4 separate regions of the Mus musculus genome follow, and regions 1, 2 and 3 are each linked to region 4. Evidence: chromatin contacts called from public HiChIP or PLAC-seq and promoter capture Hi-C data. All regions are on one chromosome and are shown on one strand. The core of a region is the stretch at or near the end of the contact, and the rest is flanking DNA. Distances in the headings are between cores, read along the strand shown. Region 1 holds the start of Atad2 (ATPase family, AAA domain containing 2). Region 2 has its middle 14 kb from the start of Trib1. Region 3 overlaps Gm36819 (a long non-coding RNA gene). Region 4 holds the start of Mtss1 (MTSS I-BAR domain containing 1).

Region 1 (2,818 bases), core at 159-2,658, 950 kb before region 4:
CCAGCCTGGTCTACAAAGTGAGTTCCAGGACAGCCAGGGCTACACAGAGAAACCCTGTCTCAAAAAAAAAAAAAAAAAAAAAAAAAAAAAAAAAAAAACCAAACCAAAACAAAGCAAACAAACGAAGACTGTTTCATCCCAGTCCCCAAGGAAGCTACGTCTGTCTACAAGTGATTCACTTTATATAGTGCCAATACAAGATTAGGGTTGTCTGAACTAAGTGGACACTGCTGTGTCACTCCCAGCGCAGCGCTCCTGATCAGACTTCCAGTCTCCTGACCAGCTACGCGTCTGTTTTCCTACTCCCTCACTGCAACCGGACCATCACTACCGGTTTCGGAAACTTTAGTGTTTCTTCCTCAACCTCAACCTTTTTGGTGAACGCTGTCCCCGCTGTCCCCCTTCCACCACCGCCGAAGCCGGGCGATGTGTAATCTCTCCGCACTGGTCCCAGTGATGGGCAAGAAGCATTTGCAAACCTCCCACTACAGAGACTGTAAATGCAGCATGAAGCTGCCAGAAAAGGAAAGCTGTGGGAGGCACAAAAAACCGAAGTTCCAATTCCAGAACTGTCTACCACTCTCTGTTTACCTTTCTGGAGCCCATGTCTTCATCTGTCACACCGATAACCACCAACCAGAAGGTCCTCTAAGGCTTGTCAAGAGACTTAAAGTGCAACCACGCAATGTCGCCGTTCGTCCCTCCATATTATGCAACCTGATATTTTACTTCGCTTGAGTCTCACGATGGAACCTCCCTGGACCGTACATGGAGGTCAGTGGACTCTTTACTGTCTGGGCCCACAACTCAAGATGCTCCCGTGCACGCGCTCCAGCAGTCAGGGGGTTCGCACTCCCCTGACTGACGCGACCCGGGGAAGGAACCGGGAAGGAGGTGATGGGGGGAGCACAAGGTCGGCCCAAAGCTCCTCCGCTCGGCCCTACGCAGCGCTTCGGCTCTAGGTTTCCTCTTGCGTAGAAAGAGGTGGCGACCAACTTGCTCTGCCCGCTTCCAGCCAGTTCTGTCTTTCCAGAACCTTCCACCTCGCTGGTCCACGACAGCCCACTACCCCAGAGCGGGGCGCGCGTCTCCAACCCGGGGCCCAAAGCTCCCCGCCCTAGGTCGGTACTCACGCCCGCCGCCTTGGACGCCGTCGATTTCCTCCCGGCTCGGCGCAATCTGGGCCGCCTCCCGCCGCTGTCCTGCAGGCTGAGGAACTCACTGGACAGGTCCAGAGAGTCGGTGGCCGAGGAGGTGGTGGAGCGACTGTGCAGCTCCAGGCTGCTGCGGAGGACCACCATGGTGCCCCGCTTGCAGAAGCCGGAACCCGAGGCGGGGGAAGTGGAGAACCTGGCTCCGGAGGAGGCTGCTCAGGCGCTCACGCGCTCTGAATTCTGGCGCCACAAACTGCGCGCCCAGCGGCCGCAGCGTACGCGCGCCGAATCCCTCCGCCGCCGGCCACGCCTCCTGACCCCACCCCCAGATCGACGAACCCGAAATTCTCCTCCAATCCGAAGAGCGCGGGAACCGGAGCCGACGCGAACCGAGGCGCCAGCGAACCGCGTCGAGCCCCCTCACAGGAATTTGCGACGTCGTTCTTCCAGCTGTAGTTCCGGCTCTCCGCCCTCAGTGGAAGGAGACGGAGAGAGCGGTGCAGCGTCTTGTTTGGAATTTTGGCGCGTGGAGGCGGAAGGGCCCTTTGGCTCCCTGCCGGCGGCTTCCCGCCATCTAGGCTTCAAACGCCAGAAAAAAAAGGTCCTTAAACCAAGCACTTTGCCTCCGATAGGTTTGACTTTGAGACTTGAAGAGGTTTTTATTGATGAACTAACAAAAATAAACTGCACGAAAGAAAGAAAATATAATGGTCCTTAAAGACAGCTAAAAGAACTGGCAACAGCTATTGGGATAGAATGAGTCATATAAACTTACCCGGGATTAAAAAAAAAAAAAGCTAACTTGTAAAGTAATTACGACATAAAGTTAATGGCCAGTCACCTTATAAATGATCAAATTCTTTCCTGTGCTCAGAATGGTTTGTAGTCGTGCTAGGTACAAATGTAATTCATTTACAGAGACAAGCTTTTGCTGTGTCTATTTTGTCAAGGTTAAGCGTAAAAAAAGTAATTAAATGCAACATTTTTTTTTTAATTAGGGGTATACATAATAGATTATATGATGGCTCTCAAACCCCTCAAAGAGATCTGCTGACTGACATTTTTATTTTATTTATTTACTTATTTATTTATTTTTTTTTTGTTTTGTTTTGTTTTTCGGGACAGGGTTTCTCTGTATAACCCTGGCTGTCCTGGAACTCACTCTGTAGACCAGGCTTGGCCTCGAACTCAGAAATCTGCCTGTCTCTGCCTCCCAAGTGCTGGGATTAAAGGCGTGTGCCACCACGCCCGGCTTCTGACTGACATTTTAAGGTGTTTCATGAAAATGGCTTCCCCCGGCAGACAATACCAGCTCTGCTAGCCTCAGCTGAGGAAGATGAGCAGTAACAGACTCCACCTGGACCTGCTTCCCAGATGCTAACTGGCCACTTGGCAAAGAACTACCCCATCCCTCACCCACTGCCAGAGCCCAGTCCAAACTGTGGACACGGGTTGACTGCTCTACCCTGCCTTGCAAAGGTACCTCAGCTCCCCAGAATTCCTCCTCCGCAGAAAAATCTCTCAGACCTTCTGGGTCTGACATAAGGCCGATGATAGGACCCTCTGTGGCAGCTGGTGGTGGAAGACTGACAACCTCTGCCCCAAACAAAGCCATCAAGATCACCATGGAGTAGCCCAGGGTGGCTGTCTACGTAACAGATAAA
Region 2 (3,046 bases), core at 279-2,778, 580 kb after region 4:
TGTGGTGGCGTATGCCCTAAATCCAGCACTGGGAAGCGGAGCTCAATCCCAACATTAGAGGGATGGAAGCAGTCACGTTGAGAGCAGTCTGGGCTACATAGCTAGTTCCAGCCCAGGAAGGTCTACATCGTGAGACCTGTCTCAGGCAAGAACACATAAAAAAAAAAAAAAAAAAAAAAAAAAAAAAAAAAAAGGTGAACCCAAGAAACAAAAACAAGGCGATGAAAAGAGAGAACCAACTTATTGCTTGCACTTAAACACACACACATGGGCACAAATAAATAATACAAAGCACTAGGAAGATGGCTCAGTGGGTTAGAGTGCTTGGTATACAAGCAGGGTTTGACTCCACAGCCCAAACAAACAAACAAACAAACAAACAAACAAACGAGCATAGTGTGCTTTCCCTAACCCCAGCACTGGGGGTGGAGACAAGCAGATCCTGGGCGCTCTATGGCAAGCCAGTATAGCCAAAATGGTAAGCTTTGCGTTTAGTAAGAGACCCTGTCTCAAGACAATAAGGCCAAGAGCATCTTCCTCTGCATGATTGTGCATGGATATATGTACTTGCTTGCTTACATGCATGAACACCCTTTGAACACATGAAAAAGAGAAATAAAATAAAGAGGAGGAGGTGGTGATGGAAGAGAAGGTGGAGGAGAAGGAGGAGAAAACAGGAGCATCAGAAGAAACAATCAATCCTTGCTTGCCTGTGTATTTGTAGCTGCTTATAGATTGTATCAGTTTGTCTCCTCAAGGAGCCAGATGGAGGAAATGTGGTGCTGAGACCCAAGACTGAAAAGAGGCTAGAGCAGAGGTTCTCAACCTGTGGGTCGTGACCCCCTGGGGGAGGGTCGATGACTCACAGGGGTTGTCTAAGACCATGGGAAAACACAGAGATTTACATTATGAATCATAACAGTAACACCGTTGCAGTTATGAAGCAGCAATAAAAATGATTTTATGGTATGGGTTCACAGCAACGCTAGGCTCTGCAGTAAAGGGTGGCAGCATTAGGAAGGCGGAGAACCACTCAGCTAGAGTCTCACATGGTGAGATGTCAGGTCAGGCTTTCAGGTTTGAGAACTCTGCCCTTTTCTGCTTGGTTCTAACTTGCTAGACCAGCAAGACTACATCTTTTCATCTTTTTTTTTTTTGAGCAGCTGATTTTGTTGATGTTTTTCATACTGAGTTCCAGGACACCAGAGGTATACAGTGAGATCCTGTCTAGAAGGAAAATAAAAAATAAAAAAATATAAAAATTTAAAAAAAGGTTTAGTTTACACTTTTCTGGTTTTCAGCCAGGGGATACCAAGACCTGAGGCCCAGAAGTCATAGCCGAGTACAAGCCGCTTCTGGGCTCTCTTGAGGGGGCTAGTTGGTGGGTTGCCATTGGGTTGACCTTGTAGAATGGATCTAGAGACAGATGAGGTGGCACCTCCTTTTGCTTTGTCAGTCAGAGCCTTTCTGCTCCAGTACTTTGGTCTGACCTTTGGATTGGATTGGTGACTACAGCAATGACTCCTCGTGTCCTTTTCTAGTCACGGAGCTCCTGCCCTGGCCCAGTCCTGGGCTTGGTGGCCAGCCCCCTGTGCACACTCATTCTTGCTTCATTAGCTTGCTGGCCAAGGTTGGTGTGACCCAAGAGCAGACTTGCCTTAGCACCAAGAGGAAGGAGTCTGGCCTGGGTATGAGGGCTCAGAGGTCTTTCTCATCGTGACTCTGGCTTGAGGGCTTGCTGTGTTTCTAGGAAGTGATGGCATCACAGAGCACACTCCCAGTTTTAGGACTGAAGAAGGGAGACATATAACTAGAGAAGCCAGCCAAAGCTCAATTTGTGTGTGTGTGTGTGTGTGTGTATGCATGCGTGCATTTTCTCCTCTTTCCTCCCTCCCTCTCTTCCCCCTCTCCCTCCCTCCCTCTCTCCCTCCCTCCCTTCCTCCCTTCCCTCCTTCTTCCTCCCCCTCCTTTCTCCTTTTCTCTCCCTCCTTTCTTCCTTCCTTTCCCCTTCTTCCTTCCCTCCCTCCTCCTCCCCTCTGCCTTCCTCTCTTTTTCCCCCTCTCTCCTCCTTTTTCTTCTTTTCCCTCTCCCTATCCTTCTTTCTCTCTCCCCTCATTCCCACCCCCTCTTTCTCTCATAGTCTGACAGTGTAGCTCAGACCACTGTATCTGTTAGCATTCCTTATATAGTTCTGTCTGGTCTTGAATTCTCAGCATCCTCCTGGCTCAAACCATCAGACCTCTCTGAGTGGCTGTGGCATGGGTGGGGTACTTGACACCCTGACACTGGAAATGAAGAATGTATTTGGTCTTTTGGGTTAGGGAAAGAGTGTGAGTTTCCTGGATCTGTCTCTAGCTACCCCAGGACTTGGAGAAGTCATGCAAAGTATCTGTGCCACAAGTTTGACTGCCTCTCTGGCAGGGCAATGCCTGGGAGGCTATAGGATGGATTTTTGCAGTCCAAGTCTCTGAATGGCAGGCTCAAAATCCAGACAATCCCAAGCAAGGCTAGAAGACAAGCAGACTTGGACTTGAACCCCAGATACATGCTTATTTGTTTTGTGGACTTTAACAGGTTGCAATACTTCTCTGGACCGCCTTTTCCTCACTATAATATGGGTGTGTGGTGATGAGGAAGGCCACTGTCACACTCCCTCTTTCTTTCTTTCTGAGCTCGAAGCTTTGCCAGATCTGAAGTGCTGGTGCTCTTCATTAGCTTGAAAGGATGGCTGTGGTGGGGAGCAGAGCCCATTGGTCGCCATGACCCACAGGTCAGCCATGTAGTATCTCAGGCTTGTCTAACCACATGTAGTCATTAGCACCTTCCTGGTCTCAGAACACACCCCGCCTCTGGCAGAAGATGGAGACTGGGGTCCCCAGCTCTCAGCTTGTGTCTGACTCACAAGCAGACCAGGAAAGTGGGGTTCAGACTCATCATAACCTCAGGTTCTACTGAGGCAGAGAGGCCTGGACTCACAGAGGCTCACAATGTGGGGTGTGCCACCACCCACCTCAAGTTTAGCCTCCTTATCCTTGAGATGGGTAAT
Region 3 (2,750 bases), core at 14-2,513, 740 kb after region 4:
GAAGAACATCCTCAGCTATTCATGAACTTCAGCAGTGGTGTGAAATTTGGGCTAGCACACATCTATGCTCCTGGGGATGTAGAGCAAGGCTTCTCATTTTAGTTCATACTGTAAAAACACTTTTTCAACTCACTTTTTCAGTGAATGTGAGATAAATTTCATACAGCCTGAGACAGCGCTGTTGCCTGTGAAATCAGCGTGAACGCATCCAGTCTATTAAGTAAGATGCTGCTCACAAAAACACATAAAATAAGGATGCGTTTGGACGGTTGATGAAATGATACGAGCAGAAGCTATGAAAAGCCTAACCCTCTGTTTCCCCTCGGAGCAATGGTTTAATAACTAAAATATCCATGGCAGTTCTATGGAACAAAACTACCATGAGAAATAGTTGACGGCACTTGTACTTTTCAATGTGTGTCCTTGGATGCTCATAACTGCGTGGATATGTATATTGATGGGTCTTCTCTCTAAGCTGGCATGGAGTGTATAACAAGCATGCTTAGCTGGTTAACTCACACTTTCAAGAGATGAGTGAACCTCCCAGCACAGGGAATCGTGAGAAGCTTTCCTAGTTCTCATTAGTCACAGAGCAAGCCTCACTCTCAGTTCAGCCATCCCTCTGCTGCCTATGTTTGAGCAAATGCCCTGAACTTTTCCTTGGCTGATGCGGACACACTTGACTTTAAAACCCTCACAAACCCTGTTTAAATACAAGCTTACAACCTGCAGAGATGGATGCCACGCTGTGTCCCCTTGTGGCATCACAAGACTCACGAGAAACTTTAAATCAGAGAGGGTGGCTCCCCTCTGCCATATCTGTGATGCAGTTGACCATTTCTTGCATTTGATGGGTGAGTTTGGCTTTTGTGGTAGAGGTGGCGATGGTACACTGTTCAGTGGGTCTTCTTCGGGACCCCTTTGTGAGAACACCAGAACTGAGGTCCCGTAATGGCTCTGGGTGAGGACGTGAGGAAGTCTGGGGCTGAGCCTTGGCCTCTGCAGGCTGAGGCAAGAGGCAAGCTCTGCTCTTTGCATCTGTGTTCTGGTTAGCCTTCTCCCTGAGGTCATGCCAAGCCTCTCCAGTGCATTTCTGAGAAATGTACCAGGAGCCAGAAAGCCCCCTCAGAATTTCACTGGGTTAGGGAGGGAGAAATAACCTCTTAGGTTACCAGGGCGATGACCATACAGAGCCCAAGAGAGTGGCTTCTTTGACCTTGCTGGGGACAGGTGGTTCTGGAGGGGAGCATCTGGGTGTTCTCTGGCTTCTGTCGCTGAGGGCAGACTCCTAACAGGCCTTGGTTGGTCAGTGGAGCGAGAGGGAGCACTGAGGCTGAAGAAACCAGAGGTTGGCAGTCATCCCACATAAACACGCTCTGTCGCTATGAATTATTTCCACGGTCTGTGGACGCTGGGCAGAATCTTCGACAGGCTCATTAATAAGAACCCAGAGGGTCTTGCTCTGGTGGCCCAGATTCCTTGGGGTTGGGGGTGCATGGAAGAGTGGGTGGGACATTTCCTTTTCCTCAGAGTCCCTCCCTCCCCCCACAGATTAGAAATTTGGTGTGCTTTCCTTCCCCAGGAGCATTTTTAGAGCGCTGCAGTCTCCTTGGGAAGAGGCTCTTGAAGGCTGTGTTTCACACATGGTCTCAGTGTCCTGACAGAGCAGATCCGTTTCCCAAGCTTCTCCATGGATACCCTGTCTTCTGCCCCCGACCTCTGTATCACATGCCTTCTCTGTTTGAACTCTTTGTTAGCATCCTTGAAAAAAAAAAAGTCATGTGTCATGCTCTCTGCAGTTTCCACTCCCCAGGGAAGGCTTGGGGCTTATTCCTTGCGCTACCATGGCTCTGTGTAGTAACTTGTGACCTGCAACCTAGCCATTCCCCAAGAGAGCTTGCGTTTCTTCAAACGCAATGCAAGGATCATGGCAATTCATTCCTTAAAAGCTTTGTGTTGGGACAAATACAACCCCAGCCTCACGCAGGCCTGGGGCTGGTGAGTCACATGACAGAAGCCAGCTCTTTATGATTTTTAAAAATATACTGTGGTTCTCATTTTCACACCATTGAAACTACTTGTTGTCTAGGACCCACTCTCTTGAGACTGGCTCATTGGAGTAGAGGACCCTGTCCTTCTGTCTGGCTCTGCCATCCTGGGTAAGTCTCCTTCACAGACTCAGTTTCCCCATCTGCTGATGGTGGTACTCAGCTCTCTACAGAGATCAAGTGATCACAACCAAAGAACACTTGGGATGTGAATGTGAGGAATGGTGTACAATGGTCTTTTGCCTTAATTTTCTAGCGTTTGAGTCTTCTTTACCCTGGATGGCTCTGTGCATCCTTCTTAGCAGCAGGATCTCTGGCCTGAAGGCCAGCCAAGCCTCCAGGACCTCTCATCTGTTGAACACTGAGCAGGCAGCCATGTGCCCAGAGGTGCTCAGTATATGAAGAGTAAACTGCACGGTAAAAGCCATGCATTTACAGAGCATGGTCATGCCACAGAAGCTGGATATGGAAAGATGGCAGCTCTATATGCATATGTAAGGTCAAAGCCCACAAAAGGCCTAGCAAAGGGCAGGGTGATCGTAATGCAGCCGCTGCATTATTCATTCAGAAAGGCAACCGTTGCTCTCTGGCTTTGGGAGACGAGGGGGAGAGTAAACAGACATGGGTCCTTGAAGGGACACAGTTGAACAGCTTAGGGACTGACCTGACTGGGGCAACAGGGAATAAAAGAAAGCAGGCACA
Region 4 (2,841 bases), core at 267-2,766:
AAATACACTGGAAAAAAATGCCCCCCACTACCGCCCCCAATTCCCACTTCCAGGCAGCTCCTGGAACTGCTTCTATCTTATTAGGGTGGGTAACCTAAGTCACGGTGTACCTCTGAGCACCAGAAAACCCACAATCGAGGATCAGGTTATCTCCAGTCCCACCCTTTGCAGGAAAAGGCTAGGGTTGTTCCCCGCCCCCAACACACTCGCGCGCACTCACACGCACACACAATCCTTCCCAGAGAAGAGTGGGGTGTGGATGTGTGTTTGAGAGAGCTGGGTATAGTAGTTTTGGAAACCTCAACCTTGCCTTCCTGTTGTGAGCCTCTCAGGCTCGGGGTCCCTGGGAACTTCTGCGCCAAGCCCCGGGGGAGGGTATGGGGAATGCAAGGAACACCATCAGCAGCTCTGGAACAGACTAATTAATAACTAATTTGCTCAGATTCCCCTACTCCAGGTAGACCTGAAAGCCAAGCTTGTAACAACCCTGCCACCCAATCTCCCAGGCCGGAAGACTCTTTCCTGCAGCCAAGCAGGGGCCCCCACTACCGCTCCACCACCGCGCCAAGCACTCCACCCCAAACCCAGGGAGTCAGGTGTCCTCCAGGGCGTCCATCCTCCACGGGTCGCAGACACTCAGTCCAGGGACAGACAATGGAAAACTTGGAACTAGGGCCCTAAACCCCCAAAGGAACAAGATGGTGTCGCCCCCTGGGATTATGAATGCAGGGGTTGGTAAGTGGCATCAGACTCTCCCCCACTAGCCCCCGGGAAGTCGCCTGCCCAGTGACCCAGCACAGCCGGAGCAGTGCGGCGGGTAAGAAGGTGACACCCGGGTCGCCAGAGCTCCCGCAGGTGGCCGGCAGCGCCGGCGAGGGCCAGGCCGGCCGCGGTGGAGGGGAAGCCCCGCGGCGAGGTCAGAGCAGCCGCGCCCCCAGCGTCCTACCTTCATGTCGCTGATGATGGTCTGGAAGAGGCCTCCAAGCGCGCTGCATTCCTTCTCGATCACAGCCTCCATTTTCCCGGCGCGGCGGGGACAGGACACGCTCTCGGGGCGGCTGCACTGCGCACGGGGCCGGGCTCGCTCAGCCCGGGAGCGGTTTCACCCTGGGAGCGACCTACCTCCGGCTCGCCGCCGGTTTTGCAGAGAGCACGCGGTGCTCGCAATTTACTGCACTCTGCCCCCCCAAGTCCCAATCCAAGACGCCCAGCCGCTCCGGAGGGCGAGTCACCTATGTGCAGTGCTCGGCTCCTGGTCTCAAAAATGCCCGGAGAAGACTGACAATCAAGCCACCAAGAGTGCCCACGACGGAAAAGGCGAAGCCCATCTTGGTGCAGAGAAAACCGCCCGCTGACCCGGGGCCAGCGCCATTTACGAAAAAAAAAAAAATGTCTTCCAAATATAATTTTTTTCTGAAACTCCAAAATAAAGAAAGAGAGAACGAAAAAGGGCAGCAGCAGACGAGGTCAGCTCGCGTCGCCCGGATCTGTTGCTCGCAGACGCGGCCGCCGCCTCCTTTTTACTCCTGTGCGCCCGGCCCCGCGCTCGCTCTGGCGGTGCTCCCGGGGATGTTGCGAGGAGCGCACGCGCGCTCGCGACCGTCTGGCGCGGGAGCGCGGGGGAGGCGCGCGCCCGCGGCTCGTGCGTGAGCCGCCCGAGGGCGGGGCTGGGAGCGCGCGCTGGCTGAGAGGCGTGCAGAGCGCCTGCTGCAAGGAGGAGCTGGCGGGAGGGTAGGCGAGCCCGGTGTGCGTCTCCCGGACGTTCAGAGCGCCTCGTGCGGCGAGGGTCTCTGAGTGGAGAGGGCGAGTGAGCGCCCAGCCGCCCACAATGGCAGCTAGCGTGCAGGGAAGCCGCGCTGCACCTCCGGCCCCGCCCCTCGAGGGACCTGCAAGGTCGGCACGTTGAGCGCTGCGCCCCGCACCTGGTGAGCGACCAGTGAGGCGGGAAAGCTGTTACTGCTGTCGCTGCTGCAGCCTCTGGAGAAGAGGCCTCTTCGATGATGTCAGGACTGCAACGCCCGAGTCACGGCTGCAGGGAGCCAGCTACAAGATTAGGGAGAGTCTGGGAAGAGTATCCTGCGGTGGGATGCTGAGTTCCAGAAAGTTGCAGGGCGCTAGATTGATCTGCTGAGGCTGAGCGAACGCAAAGGGCATCAGGGTTCCTAATCACTTGCCCATCTGTCTGTACAGATCGTTGGCTGCATATGGCTGGAATGCTGATGGTTTTCCAGCCAGGGTTGCCATAGCCACAGAAAACCCCCTTGAGAAGTTTTTAAAAAGGGCACCAAAGACTGAGGTGGGCTTGATAAATGTGTCCCTAGCATCTCTGCCTAACTCCGTAGCCAGGAGCACTTATTCTGACGTCTTCCGGTGTCTGGTAGGGGATCAAATGGGCAACTTGTAAACGATCTTAAAGCACCTAATTGAACCGTTTGCAAGAGTCAACGGAACCCGTGTCGAGCTTGACCAAAAGGATCCTGTCAAATGCTGTAGTCCCAATTAACTCAGTTTAGTAAGTCATTCTTTCAACACTGATCAAAAGAATGTAGGGAACTCTGCACAGAACACTGATGTTTGTATTTTCCTTCAGGTCACTCTCCCTGACATCTGGAGAGGCCAAACCTTCTGTAAGTCACTTCTGTGCAGCAACCCTGCTGCTTCCGGCCCTTAAGGAGATTCAGTTGCAAATACCTCACCTGCACCTTGCCCATATTAGTACTTGACACGTGCTGTGTTCTCCGGAATTGTTTTTTTTTATGTTAATGTCGCTGTTATTATAATGATCCAAGTCACGGGACTGGCTGGTACAAGCTCCATTTTACAACCCATGAACCCTGTGGC

Evidence for each region. Promoter capture Hi-C pulls out the DNA fragments that hold promoters and counts their contacts. HiChIP or PLAC-seq counts read pairs in DNA pulled down with a chosen protein or histone mark.
Region 1: a contact with region 4 is called in an HNF4G HiChIP or PLAC-seq map of pancreatic cancer cells. The contact joins the promoter of Atad2 here to the promoter of Mtss1 in region 4. A contact is called at or near these places in 3 of 39 promoter capture datasets (the C10 cell line, cranial neural crest and pre-B cells), 1 of 115 datasets of contacts at active chromatin or transcription factors (pancreatic cancer cells) and 1 of 9 other capture datasets (adipose tissue).
Region 2: a contact with region 4 is called in a FOXA1 HiChIP or PLAC-seq map of pancreatic cancer cells. The contact joins the enhancer-like site here to the promoter of Mtss1 in region 4. A contact is called at or near these places in 5 of 39 promoter capture datasets (the C10 cell line, embryonic stem cells and liver), 5 of 484 Hi-C or Micro-C datasets (CD4 T cells, cerebellar granule neurons, embryonic stem cells and 2 more) and 2 of 115 datasets of contacts at active chromatin or transcription factors (embryonic forebrain and pancreatic cancer cells).
Region 3: a contact with region 4 is called in a promoter capture Hi-C map of pre-B cells, with 3 times the contacts expected there. The contact joins the enhancer-like site here to the promoter of Mtss1 in region 4. A contact is called at or near these places in 2 of 39 promoter capture datasets (cranial neural crest and pre-B cells), 1 of 484 Hi-C or Micro-C datasets (cerebellum), 1 of 115 datasets of contacts at active chromatin or transcription factors (pancreatic cancer cells) and 1 of 9 other capture datasets (adipose tissue).

Annotation. Positions count from the first base shown.
Region 1 is chr15:58,133,674-58,136,491 of GRCm38.p6, forward strand. It overlaps Atad2 (ATPase family, AAA domain containing 2), which reads right to left and starts at 1,409. Exons shown (of 28, transcript NM_027435.2): 1 at 1,134-1,409. The coding sequence starts at 1,301.
Region 2 is chr15:59,661,148-59,664,193 of GRCm38.p6, forward strand. No RefSeq gene overlaps it. Among named protein-coding and RNA genes, the nearest start is that of Trib1, 14 kb to the left of the region's middle. Within about 2 kb of position 1,529, at least 31 of the 459 cell types and tissues checked have an H3K27ac peak or open chromatin away from gene starts, as enhancers often do. A contact at or near this core is called in liver and pancreatic cancer cells, where this site is marked.
Region 3 is chr15:59,825,033-59,827,782 of GRCm38.p6, forward strand. It overlaps Gm36819 (a long non-coding RNA gene), which reads left to right. Exons shown (of 3, transcript XR_384128.2): 2 at 2,090-2,159. Among named protein-coding and RNA genes, the nearest start is that of Gm36819, 3.0 kb to the left of the region's middle. Within about 2 kb of position 1,264, at least 42 of the 459 cell types and tissues checked have an H3K27ac peak or open chromatin away from gene starts, as enhancers often do. A contact at or near this core is called in cerebellum and pre-B cells, where this site is marked.
Region 4 is chr15:59,080,510-59,083,350 of GRCm38.p6, forward strand. Mtss1 (MTSS I-BAR domain containing 1) reads right to left here and starts at 1,517. Exons shown (of 15, transcript NM_144800.2): 1 at 947-1,517. The coding sequence starts at 1,018.